Linked DNA regions of Mus musculus: regions 1 and 3 are each linked to region 2. Evidence: chromatin contacts called from public Hi-C and promoter capture Hi-C data. All regions are on one chromosome and are shown on one strand. Each heading gives the region's core, a stretch centred on a gene start, on an enhancer-like site or on the middle of the called end of the contact. The rest is flanking DNA. Distances are from core to core; before and after follow the strand shown. Region 1 has its middle 320 kb from the start of n-TVcac5. Region 2 holds the start of Nxph1 (neurexophilin 1). Region 3 has its middle 8.2 kb from the start of n-TVcac5.

Region 1 (3,070 bases), core at 497-2,996, 1.5 Mb after region 2:
TTTTTTTGCATGCTAACTTCAGTACATAATTGTGATTAAAACTGTACAGAGGGTTTTATAAGTACTGACAAGGAAGTACTTCATAAGAGAATATTATATATAAGATGTAAGACCATAGCACCAAATAAAGGAATTGTTCAGGAGCTGGTGACATGCTGAAGCCAATTTCTTCAAATTCCTCACATTATTGATACATGGTGAACAAATGAACTTTCAAAAAGCCTTAAGAAAAAAATCAAATTACAGAGGGAAACAATGTTAAAACCACAGGTGAAAACATTAGTTCTTAGCTTAATCACAAGTCCTGTGAATTTTCAGAAACTCAGAGCAAAGAATAAGGTTAATATTTAAGAGAGTAGAGCAAGAGGAAGAATAAAATATCTTGAAGACATACATGTAAATAGCAGCACAGAATTCAAAGAATTTCTGTCTTTGAAGTCTAGCATCAGCTGGGGATGTGCTCTCTAGGATCGCAAAGAATCTAACTAACCAACAATTAAATACACTCTTGAGTAGGATTAAACGCCTTAACACTGGCAATGAAGTTTAAAAAAATCCCCAAAGAGATGAAAAATTATTAAGTGCTTGTTTATTTATAAGAGTCACAAAGATTTAAGCCCTTTCAAATTCTTGAGAAGATTTAAACAAATATTTCATAGTAGGAAAAAAATGACATAATGTTTTGAAAATAAATAGTTAATGATATGATGCAACAAAATGATTTCTAAAAATAGATATTACTATAATTTTTAGGGGTTTGTATTCTCTTTTACCACCAAGTGAACATTGAAAATAAGACATTTAGCATAGTGCAAATGTCCACATGATTAAAAATGTAATATTACTGAAAAAAGGGCAGGTGAGTAACAATTTTACACAAGCTATAATAATTAGCTAGACATACTTTTTTGTAAAATAATATGCATTATTTTCAGAAAATCATCTCACATCGATGAGTTGCTATCAGATTTTAGTATTGCAAATATTTTTTGTTTGAATTCTAAGGATGCTATCTTAAAGGATAAATTTAAGGATGATATCATTAGAACTGTGACCAAATTTTCAATATATTGTATGAAATCAAAGTCAATAAAAAAATTCTTCAACAAAAAAATACTAAGAAACACTTGATCTCACTATAGAGAGAAAATTAGTTTTTAATAGGTGGGTTAGTTACTATTTAACAATGAAATACTTGACCAGAGCATTCTAGATAATAACAACATTATCTTATCCTGTCTTGATGTCTGAGGGCGCAAATGTCCGTTGTAATGGGGCAGCATGGAAGCAGCACAATAGGATGCTGTCTCTTTGTACTGTAATCAGGATCCAGAGGGACATCATAACTGTTTTTCAATGTGTTTTTTTTTTTTCTTTTAAGCAATGGGGTGGCACAGTCTACATTTAGGGTAGACATTCCCTCATCCTTTAAACATCTCTGAAAATCTTTTAAAAATAGTCTATCTCCTAGATAATTCAACTAAACAATCTGGCAACAAATATTACCATCAACAATTCTAAGGAGATTTTAAAAATTACTTTCAAGTATAACTCCTCTGTAGCAACTACTCTGCTGGTAGAGGATATCAATAATAAGGTCAAATCTGTATTCTATTATAAATCACTGCTGATTATGTAAAACAAAGATGTTCAGCTATGCCTTCCCCCCAGCCTTGAGCAGGCTGAATCAGACCTTGTTTGCCATAGTCAGCACACCTAGGGTGGAATCTTCTGACCCAGGTGAAGTCTATTGTTCTGCCATGTCGGCAGCTTCCTGCAAGAAACACTACCTGCTGAGCAGCTGACCTTGTCTTCCTGAGGAGATCCTGGCAAAGGGACAAAAGCATGACAAAGAGGGAGATGGGTCTCCCCCTTTTAAATTCAGACCCGAGAATTAGAACACTGAGCCTTGATCAGACAACTTTCTCTTGGCTTGTTATTTCTCACACCATTCTTTCCATCCATCCCCAGCTTTCCTTTCAGGAACCCAATAACCTGTGGTCACTGGTGGCTACATTCAGCCTGTGCTTTGCCCCTCTATCCCCTCAATCTCTCTCTCTCTCTCTCTCTCTCTCTCTCTCTCTCTCTCTCTCTCTCTCAATCTCTCTCTCTAAATATATATATTTATGTATGTATGTTACCAACTAGCTTTTAAGAGCGCTAAAGACTACCTGAAAACTGCAGCCAGAAAGACTGACACAGGTTATTAATCATTATTATTCAATATATATGAGCATTATTGAAAGATACATATATTTCTGATGCAACACTCTCACCAGAGTCCTTAAAGTGAGAAATTAGCAAGTTGATTCACTGGCAAGCCCTCAACTTCTGTCTAAGAAGGATGGCTCCATTCATCCTATAAGAGAAAAAGAAACATTAAGGAGGCAATGAACACCAAGTGTTTTAAAATTCAGAATCAGTTAGTTCAAATTTATATATCTTTATTATTTTATTATTTATTATAATAATTATGTGCCCTTTGGTGTGTGTGTGTCTGTGTGTGAGAGCGAGTGAGCGAGAGAGAGAGAGAGAGAGAGAGAGAGAGAGAGAGAGAGAGAGAGAGAGAGAGAATGCTTACATATTCATGTGCCAAATTATGTGTTGGTGGTCAGAAAACAATTTTCTGAATTGGTTCTCTTCTGCCACCTTGTGGGACCCACAGATTGAACTCAGGTCACCTTGTCTGCATGCAAAGCACATCAAAGAGCACTTCCAGATTTCAAGAATAAATGTGAAATTATTAGCTCAATATGTTGTGAGAATTTAGACATTGATTGATAATATAAAGAAAGCAATAAAAATGATGGGTCAATAGAGGGACATTAATTTTTTTTTCTATAGGAGCAATTGAGTTAGCTCTTTAGATTGGACAGACAACTGCTTAACCACAAACCTACACTTGTAGATCCATTGGAAGAAGCCCCACCATTTTACTTAGAATCCAAAGAAATAAACCATTACTTGTGGGTGGGGGGAGGGAAACTCTGAGTTCATACTCAAAAGATATTAGCACCATTCAGTTACAAAGTTGGGATAAAAGAAGCTTTAGCTCCCAATCTAGAAAACA
Region 2 (3,234 bases), core at 282-2,781:
CACGCGGTATTAATTAGTCTTTGAGGAGTCGTTCACCCACGTGTCAATGTAATTGTTGGTGTCCCGGCTGTAGGCTCGACCAGCCGCGACCGGGAAGAGAAAACCGCTCAGTCGCGGCGGGGAGTTGAAACCGCGCTCTGCGGAGCGTCCCCCCGTGGCCGGGCAGGACCTCGGACAGCGCCCGCGACACCAATCCTTAGTCGCCTTGGGGCTTTCCAGCCTTGCTGGTAAAGCTGGGGCTGCTTCCTGTGCTTGCAGCTTCCAAAATTTCGTCACCACACCCCTTCTGAAACTGGGACTCATCGCGCCTGTTGTGTGGCTTTCTTTTTCTTCCGAAAGGTTCGGGTCTTATCGCTCAAGTTCAAGTCCGGAGGACTTGCCCAGTCTCCTCCCCTTAAGTCATTCTCTATCCTCTGGCAACCGCGGAAATCCGGGAGTCCTAGGCTGCTGGTGTCAGTGCCAACACAGGCAGTCCGGGTCGGTCGGGTGCAGCAACCGGGCGCATTCGTCTCTCTCCCTCCCTTTCTTCCTTCCTCCGTCGTCTTCTCTACCTGCCCCTCCTTCTCTTGCCTCTTAAGTTTCCTGCACCGGGAATTCAACTGTGCCAAGCCTAGGCTCCCGCGGACCAATCCGGATCGCGACCCGGGCACTGGGACAACGACTCCGCCAAGGCTGGACGAGGCAGCTGGACCTGTCCTCGCCCGAGCATGGAGACGGAGCTCCGGGGAGGGCACGTCCCGGGCGCTGGAGACTCCAGGCCGTAGTAGCTCCTCCATGGAGCCTGTTCAGAGCGGTTCTTGCTCGCTGCATTTGCCTCCAGTCCTGTGCGGTATGTACCGGTCGCCTCCACCGTTCTTGGCAGGGACACGTTGGGGCAGGGTGGTGGTCATCACCAGGAAGGGACAGCGGGGTGAAACTCTTCTTGGGCATAAGGCATGTCTAATAGGTGACCCTCAGAGTCCCAGACAGGTTTCTACTGTAGAAGTTAGCAACTGGCTGTGCCCCTTCGTTCAAAAAAGTAGTGCTAGGGATGTGATTGTGGGTGTCTATCTGTATTTCAGGAGGTTCAAATGGGTAAACTGAGCCCCGCTTTCCTATATGCAAATTGCACCCCCCTCCCCACCCCCATTTCACGGGTACCTAATCCGGGTCAGTTCTACCTACCCTTGCCCTGCCCGCACCCCCCTCTCTCAGTCTCTTGCTCGCTTGCTTTTGCTATCTCTCTCTGCTGCTGTGTACGTGTGTGAACCCTGCCAGGGCTGGCGAAGAACCAGCCGCCGCCTTTAGTCCCAGCCTCCCGCCTTCAAACACTAGGGCAGGTCTGGCTGCCAGAGACAGTTGGCCTCCTAACCAGCCTGTGAGCTGCTCTCTCTGTGCCTAACCCCTTCTGGCCTCCGCCGTTCGGGCGCTGGCTTCCGAGACGCGCCGGGCTCTGGGAACCCCCTGCCACCGCTCAAGCCCGCCCGCTCGCTCGCCCGCCCGCCTGCGGACCGCACTCGCTTGTTCCTGGAGCTGGATTGGCTCGCTTTTCCAATCTTTGCGTCCCCCTTCCAAGCTTTTTGACTCCATCACTCCACACCAAGAGCCCCTTTCCCCTCGCTTGATCGTCAGCCTTGTCCGCGTGGTCATGGGATGTCTAATTTCATTTGTATCTAGGCTGCTGAGAGCGCTCCCTGCTCTGTAAAGTGGATGTCAGGTGGATCTATGTTTTTGAAGGAACAAAGACTCAGCCAAGGCACCGCCAAGGAAGTTTGAGAGGAGGGAGGATGCAGGCTGCGTGCTGGTACGTTCTTCTCCTCCTGCAGCCCACCGTCTACTTGGTAAGTGGCGATCGGTCCGGTCCGGCATCTTTGAGATACCTCCCTAGCCTGGAGGCCAAGCAACTGGGGTGAGAGGGGGGGGGGTGCGGGAGGGCGAGGCCGCCAGTTCAGTGAGAGCTGAGTGTTCCCAGAGAGTGGAAGAACTTTGGGAAGCTTTGGTTTGGATTCCTGCGAGAGTTTTTCAGGCTCTCATCCTCATTTTTTGCTCTATTTTCCGTCTCCCGGATCATGATTCTTAACAGGACCTTACAGGTCCAGAAACCAGGAGGTAGTAGGCGAGGATGCCTTGGGAGGAAGGGGAGAAGAAAGGTATTGGGAATCATGAAACTCTTAGCAGCACTTCTTCCCCCACCTAGTTTAAATGAAAGGGGGTGGAGGTGGGCTTGAAGAGCCGAACAGGAATCTACTCACTGCCCCACTGCCCCAGCGCCCCCAATTTGGGTTTGTGGCACATCAAGAAAGTGCAGGTAACTCCCTGAGACTTACAGGGGTGCAGCTGGTGTAAGTTTATCCGCCAGACACATAGCAAACGACCAGGCAGTTAGGTCAGAGATACACCTGCAAACATAACCCTCTCTCGCCTTCCAAGGTCCAGTTGCCATTAAATAACAGAAGCATAGTTTCAGTGAGGGGTTTCTTTTTAGGGAATGGCAAGCCTTGTCACTAGGGAGAGAATCTTGTCCTGTCCAGGTTCCTCCAGAATCAGTTTTCGGAGGTTTGGACTTGACACAATCTTAGAACCGACGCGGGGAGAATCGCTCTGTGTGGCTAGGGAGTTGTGGGCATCACCGCGAGCCTAGGAGAGTGTGATATTTTCTCCGCGTTTGATTTCTCAGAGGGCCAGGGACACTCGCGTTCTGCCGGCGAGGTTGAGCCTAGTGTTCTGAACTCCACAGCAGATTCCGGGCCACGGGAGTGCACCGAAAACTCAAGGTGTTCTGTGGAGGGGCGAGGAGCGCAGGCGCTGCGGTAGCAGCTGGAGTTTTCTAAACCGGCTGGATAAATGGGACTAAGAGTGGTGTTAGTGTCTTTCATTCCCAAGAGCTTCAGAATCCACCAGCCCGGATACTGTGCTATCCCTGCAAGTGGCCGTGTTTTTCGGTCTTAGCTCTGGCGCCTGCGATCGCGGGGCTGAGAGTTCTGTGAATCCGGTACATATGCGCGCGCGTGTGAGTACGTGTATTTACCCGGTTCCGGCTTCCGGCTGCATCTCAAGAACCCTCAGCGTTGCCAGTCTTTGCACCTTTATCGCCTGACTGTAGCAGAAGCAGACGCCAGAGGGCGCTGTGCATCAATGTCCTCGCCCACAGGACACCTTGGGGGTAAACAGGTGAAAGCCAGGGCAGCCAATCCAAAAGACAGCTTTTCAGACTGTCGCCGGTCCGTGCTTTCCCCGCTAGAATGCAGACGAATG
Region 3 (3,207 bases), core at 314-2,813, 1.1 Mb after region 2:
TTGGATGACAAGGAATTTGATAAATGCCTTATAGTATCTTAAAAGGATCTACTTATTGGCATATGGCTTTGTCCTGAACAGATACCTTATTAGGAAAGGGAAAAACAGATTTTCTTCACAGAACTCTGCAGAAGCATGATGGCTAATTCATGTGACAGGCTGACAGGTAAGTTTTCTGACTCTAGTGACAAGGAAGCTAAATTGGGTACATGTTTTCGACCCATCCTTACTTGCCATTTTTCCAGTTTGGACAAGTGAAGCTGCCTTGCTTCAAGCTTTTAACCTTATGGTAAAAAGAACATCAGAGACTGTGTAATATGACTTAGAAAGATTAGTGATTCTTTCTCTTTCCCTCATTGTGACCAGTTATTATAACTCAATCTTGGACTGGTCTAGTAACAATTCCAGTATTAGAGAATCCCAGGGAAGTTAGCTAAATATTCTTTATTACTTAACAAAGTTAAATTAGAACACAGCCTCCTCTCCCAGAAAGATTGAAGCCTTTCTGTGATTCTCAAGGTCACCTCCCCCACACTGGGAGCTCTAAGTCTAAGCTTGAGCATTGCTAATTTGCAATTGAATGGAGTACCTGGACTTCCCCCAAAGTAGCTTTTGTACTGTTGCCTTTCACTGCCTGGACTTTGTTTTTCAAGCAGTTCAGTCAATGTCCTTCAGCCTGACTGCAACAGATGTGCATTCCCAACTCCAAGCAGGTTGCAGTTACTAATCTTCACTCAAGTAGCACTCCAGTACATATTGTGGCTTTTGGTCTGATTTGGGATTAAGGTTTGCTATGAGGGCCAGACAGTCTAAGACAGACACCAAAATCTCAAAGTCATATTAATCTAGGCAGAGGTACATGCCAAGAGGCCGTGGTTTATTAATAATCCACCAAGATCCATGTAAGAATTGGAGGCAAAGGTTAATGTCTTAAAGTAGTAGTCCTAACAATAGGTCAGGACATACAATATATTAAGGCTAAAAAGGCAGAAATTTCAGATATAAGCAATAGTCACTTAGACACTTGGAACATTGATGAATTGGCCAGAGATTTAAAAATAACCTAAGTGCATTGAATCCCCTGGATTGGGTTCAATATATTATTATACTTGCTATTATTATTGGCATTATTTTATTAGTAAATCATTATGTTTCCACTCATCTTTAGAGCACTCCTAAGATCTATAGCTATGACAAGGCAGGACATTCTGGAACTTCGACAAAAATATAAGAATGGGAGAATGCTATGCACATCCCAGTGAAGTTTGCTTGGCAGGCTGAGAGGCCTGGGAGCACTCATGAGGCAAAGAGTTTCATGGAAACTCACCTCCTGGAATTTTAGCGTTCTCAAAACCTGTACATTCTTACCCTATCTCTGCATTAGTCTGGTGTATGGATCCATGTGCTCTTCTTTAGTATTATCTTACTATAAGTGCCTTTTATGATTGAATTCTGATATAGTTAAACCTTCGCTAGTGTTCCAATGTCCTAGAAAGACCTTAAAGCCGACAACTTGGAATTCACTAGGAATTCTGTAAGGAAGTTACCTATTCAGTAAGAAATTATGCATTACAAAAGACAGAGACTGCAGCTCAGGGCTGGTCTGCAAAATGTTTACTAGAACAGTAAAGACAGTCTTAACCAAAAAGGGTATACCATGAGAAAAGTTAGGGAATACACTGAGACAGGTTTCTTCACTAGGCCCAAAGAAATTAGGCAGAACTATAGAGCATAAATAAATTTTATACCTCAGTATAGCCTTTTTTTAAAATATTAATAACAGGGAGGAGATGTAGTCTCCCACAAGCCTGAAGAAGGCTGAGCCAGACCTTGACTTTGCTATATCACTAAGGAGATGACCTAGGGTGGAGCCTACCTCACTGGATCACTCTATTGTTCAGCCATTGCTGCTGCTGCTACCTGCTGGGAGTCGGCCGAGCTCTTACAGAGTCTACATCTGATCCTACACATGGTCACCTCCAGCTTGGTGGAAATGAGACTCCCCTCTCCTTTATAAAGCATGTCCACCATTAAAAATTTGAACTTTGAGCAGACTAGCTTGTCTTGGTTCCATTATTTCTCTACATGCCTAGACTCCCTCTCCTCTTCCAGTTCCAAAATGCCTCCCAGGATGGAACCGGACATGAGAGCCATAGCCTGGCCCCAACACTTCTATGGCCAGTTTTCTGAGGAACCACCAGACTGATTTCTAGAGTGGTTGTACAAGCTTGCAATCCAAGCAGCAATGGAGGAGTGGTCCTCTTTCTCCACATTCTTGCCATCATCTGCTGTCACTTAATTTTTGATCCTAGCCAATCTGATTGGTGTGAGGTGGAATCTCAGGGTTGTTTTGATGTGCATTTCTCTGATTATTAAGGGTGTTGAACACTTTTTCAAGTGCTTCTCAGCCCTTCAGTATTCCACAGTTGAGAATTCTTTGTTTATCTCTGTACCCCATTTTTAATGGGGTTATTTGAATATCTGGATTTCAGCTTCTTGAACTCTTTGTATATATTGGATAATAGTCCCCTATCAGATTTAGGATTGGTAAAAATCCTTTCCCAATCTTTTGGTGGCCTTTGTGTCTTATTGACAGTATCTTTTCCCTACAGAAGCTTTGCAATTTTATGAGGTCCCATTTGTCGATTCTTGATCTTACAGCACAGGCCATTGCTGTTCTATTTAGGAATTTTTCTCCTGTGCCCATATCTTCGAGGCTTATCCCAACTTTCTTCTCTATAAGTTTCAGTGACTCTGGTTTATGTGGAGCTCTTTGATTCACTTAGACTTGAGCTTTACACAAGGAGATAAGAATGGATCAATTCACTTTCTTCTATATGATAACTGCCAGTTGTGCCAGCACCACTTGTTGAAAATGCTGTCTTTTTTTTCCATTGGATGGTTTTAGCTCTGTTGTCAAAGATCAAGTGATCATAGGTATGTGGGTTCATTTCTGGGTCTTCAATTCTATTCCATTGGTCTACTTGTCTGTCACTTTACCAGTACCATGCAGTTTCCATCACTATTGCTCTGTAGTACAGCTTGAGGTCCAACATGGTGATTCCCCCAGAGGTTCTTTTATTGTTGAGAGTAGTTTTTGCTATCCTAGGTTTTCTGTTATTCCAGGTGAATTTGCAAATTGCCCTTTCTAATTTTATTGAAGAATTGAGTTGGAATTATGATCGGGATGGCATTGAATCTGTAGAT

What was found. Promoter capture Hi-C pulls out the DNA fragments that hold promoters and counts their contacts. A called contact is a pair of places that touch in the nucleus more often than the background predicts.
Region 1: a promoter capture Hi-C map of embryonic stem cells shows a contact between it and region 2, with 5 times the contacts expected there. The contact joins the enhancer-like site here to the promoter of Nxph1 in region 2. A contact is called at or near these places in 8 of 39 promoter capture datasets (cranial neural crest, embryonic stem cells, frontonasal cranial neural crest and 5 more), 3 of 484 Hi-C or Micro-C datasets (cerebellar granule neurons, embryonic stem cells and nephron progenitors), 5 of 115 datasets of contacts at active chromatin or transcription factors (astrocytes, embryonic forebrain, embryonic hindbrain and 2 more) and 1 of 9 other capture datasets (embryonic stem cells).
Region 3: a contact with region 2 is called in a Hi-C map of embryonic stem cells, with 4 times the contacts expected there. The contact joins the enhancer-like site here to the promoter of Nxph1 in region 2. A contact is called at or near these places in 4 of 39 promoter capture datasets (the 3T3-L1 cell line, embryonic stem cells, frontonasal cranial neural crest and 1 more), 1 of 484 Hi-C or Micro-C datasets (embryonic stem cells) and 1 of 115 datasets of contacts at active chromatin or transcription factors (astrocytes).

The regions. Positions count from the first base shown.
Region 1 is chr6:10,423,050-10,426,119 of GRCm38.p6, forward strand. No RefSeq gene overlaps it. Among named protein-coding and RNA genes, the nearest start is that of n-TVcac5, 320 kb to the left of the region's middle. Within about 2 kb of position 1,747, at least 2 of the 459 cell types and tissues checked have an H3K27ac peak or open chromatin away from gene starts, as enhancers often do. A contact at or near this core is called in embryonic stem cells, where this site is marked.
Region 2 is chr6:8,948,488-8,951,721 of GRCm38.p6, forward strand. It overlaps Nxph1 (neurexophilin 1), which reads left to right and starts at 1,532. Exons shown (of 2, transcript NM_008751.5): 1 at 1,532-1,820. The coding sequence starts at 1,767.
Region 3 is chr6:10,090,553-10,093,759 of GRCm38.p6, forward strand. No RefSeq gene overlaps it. Among named protein-coding and RNA genes, the nearest start is that of n-TVcac5, 8.2 kb to the right of the region's middle. Within about 2 kb of position 1,564, at least 5 of the 459 cell types and tissues checked have an H3K27ac peak or open chromatin away from gene starts, as enhancers often do. A contact at or near this core is called in embryonic stem cells, where this site is marked.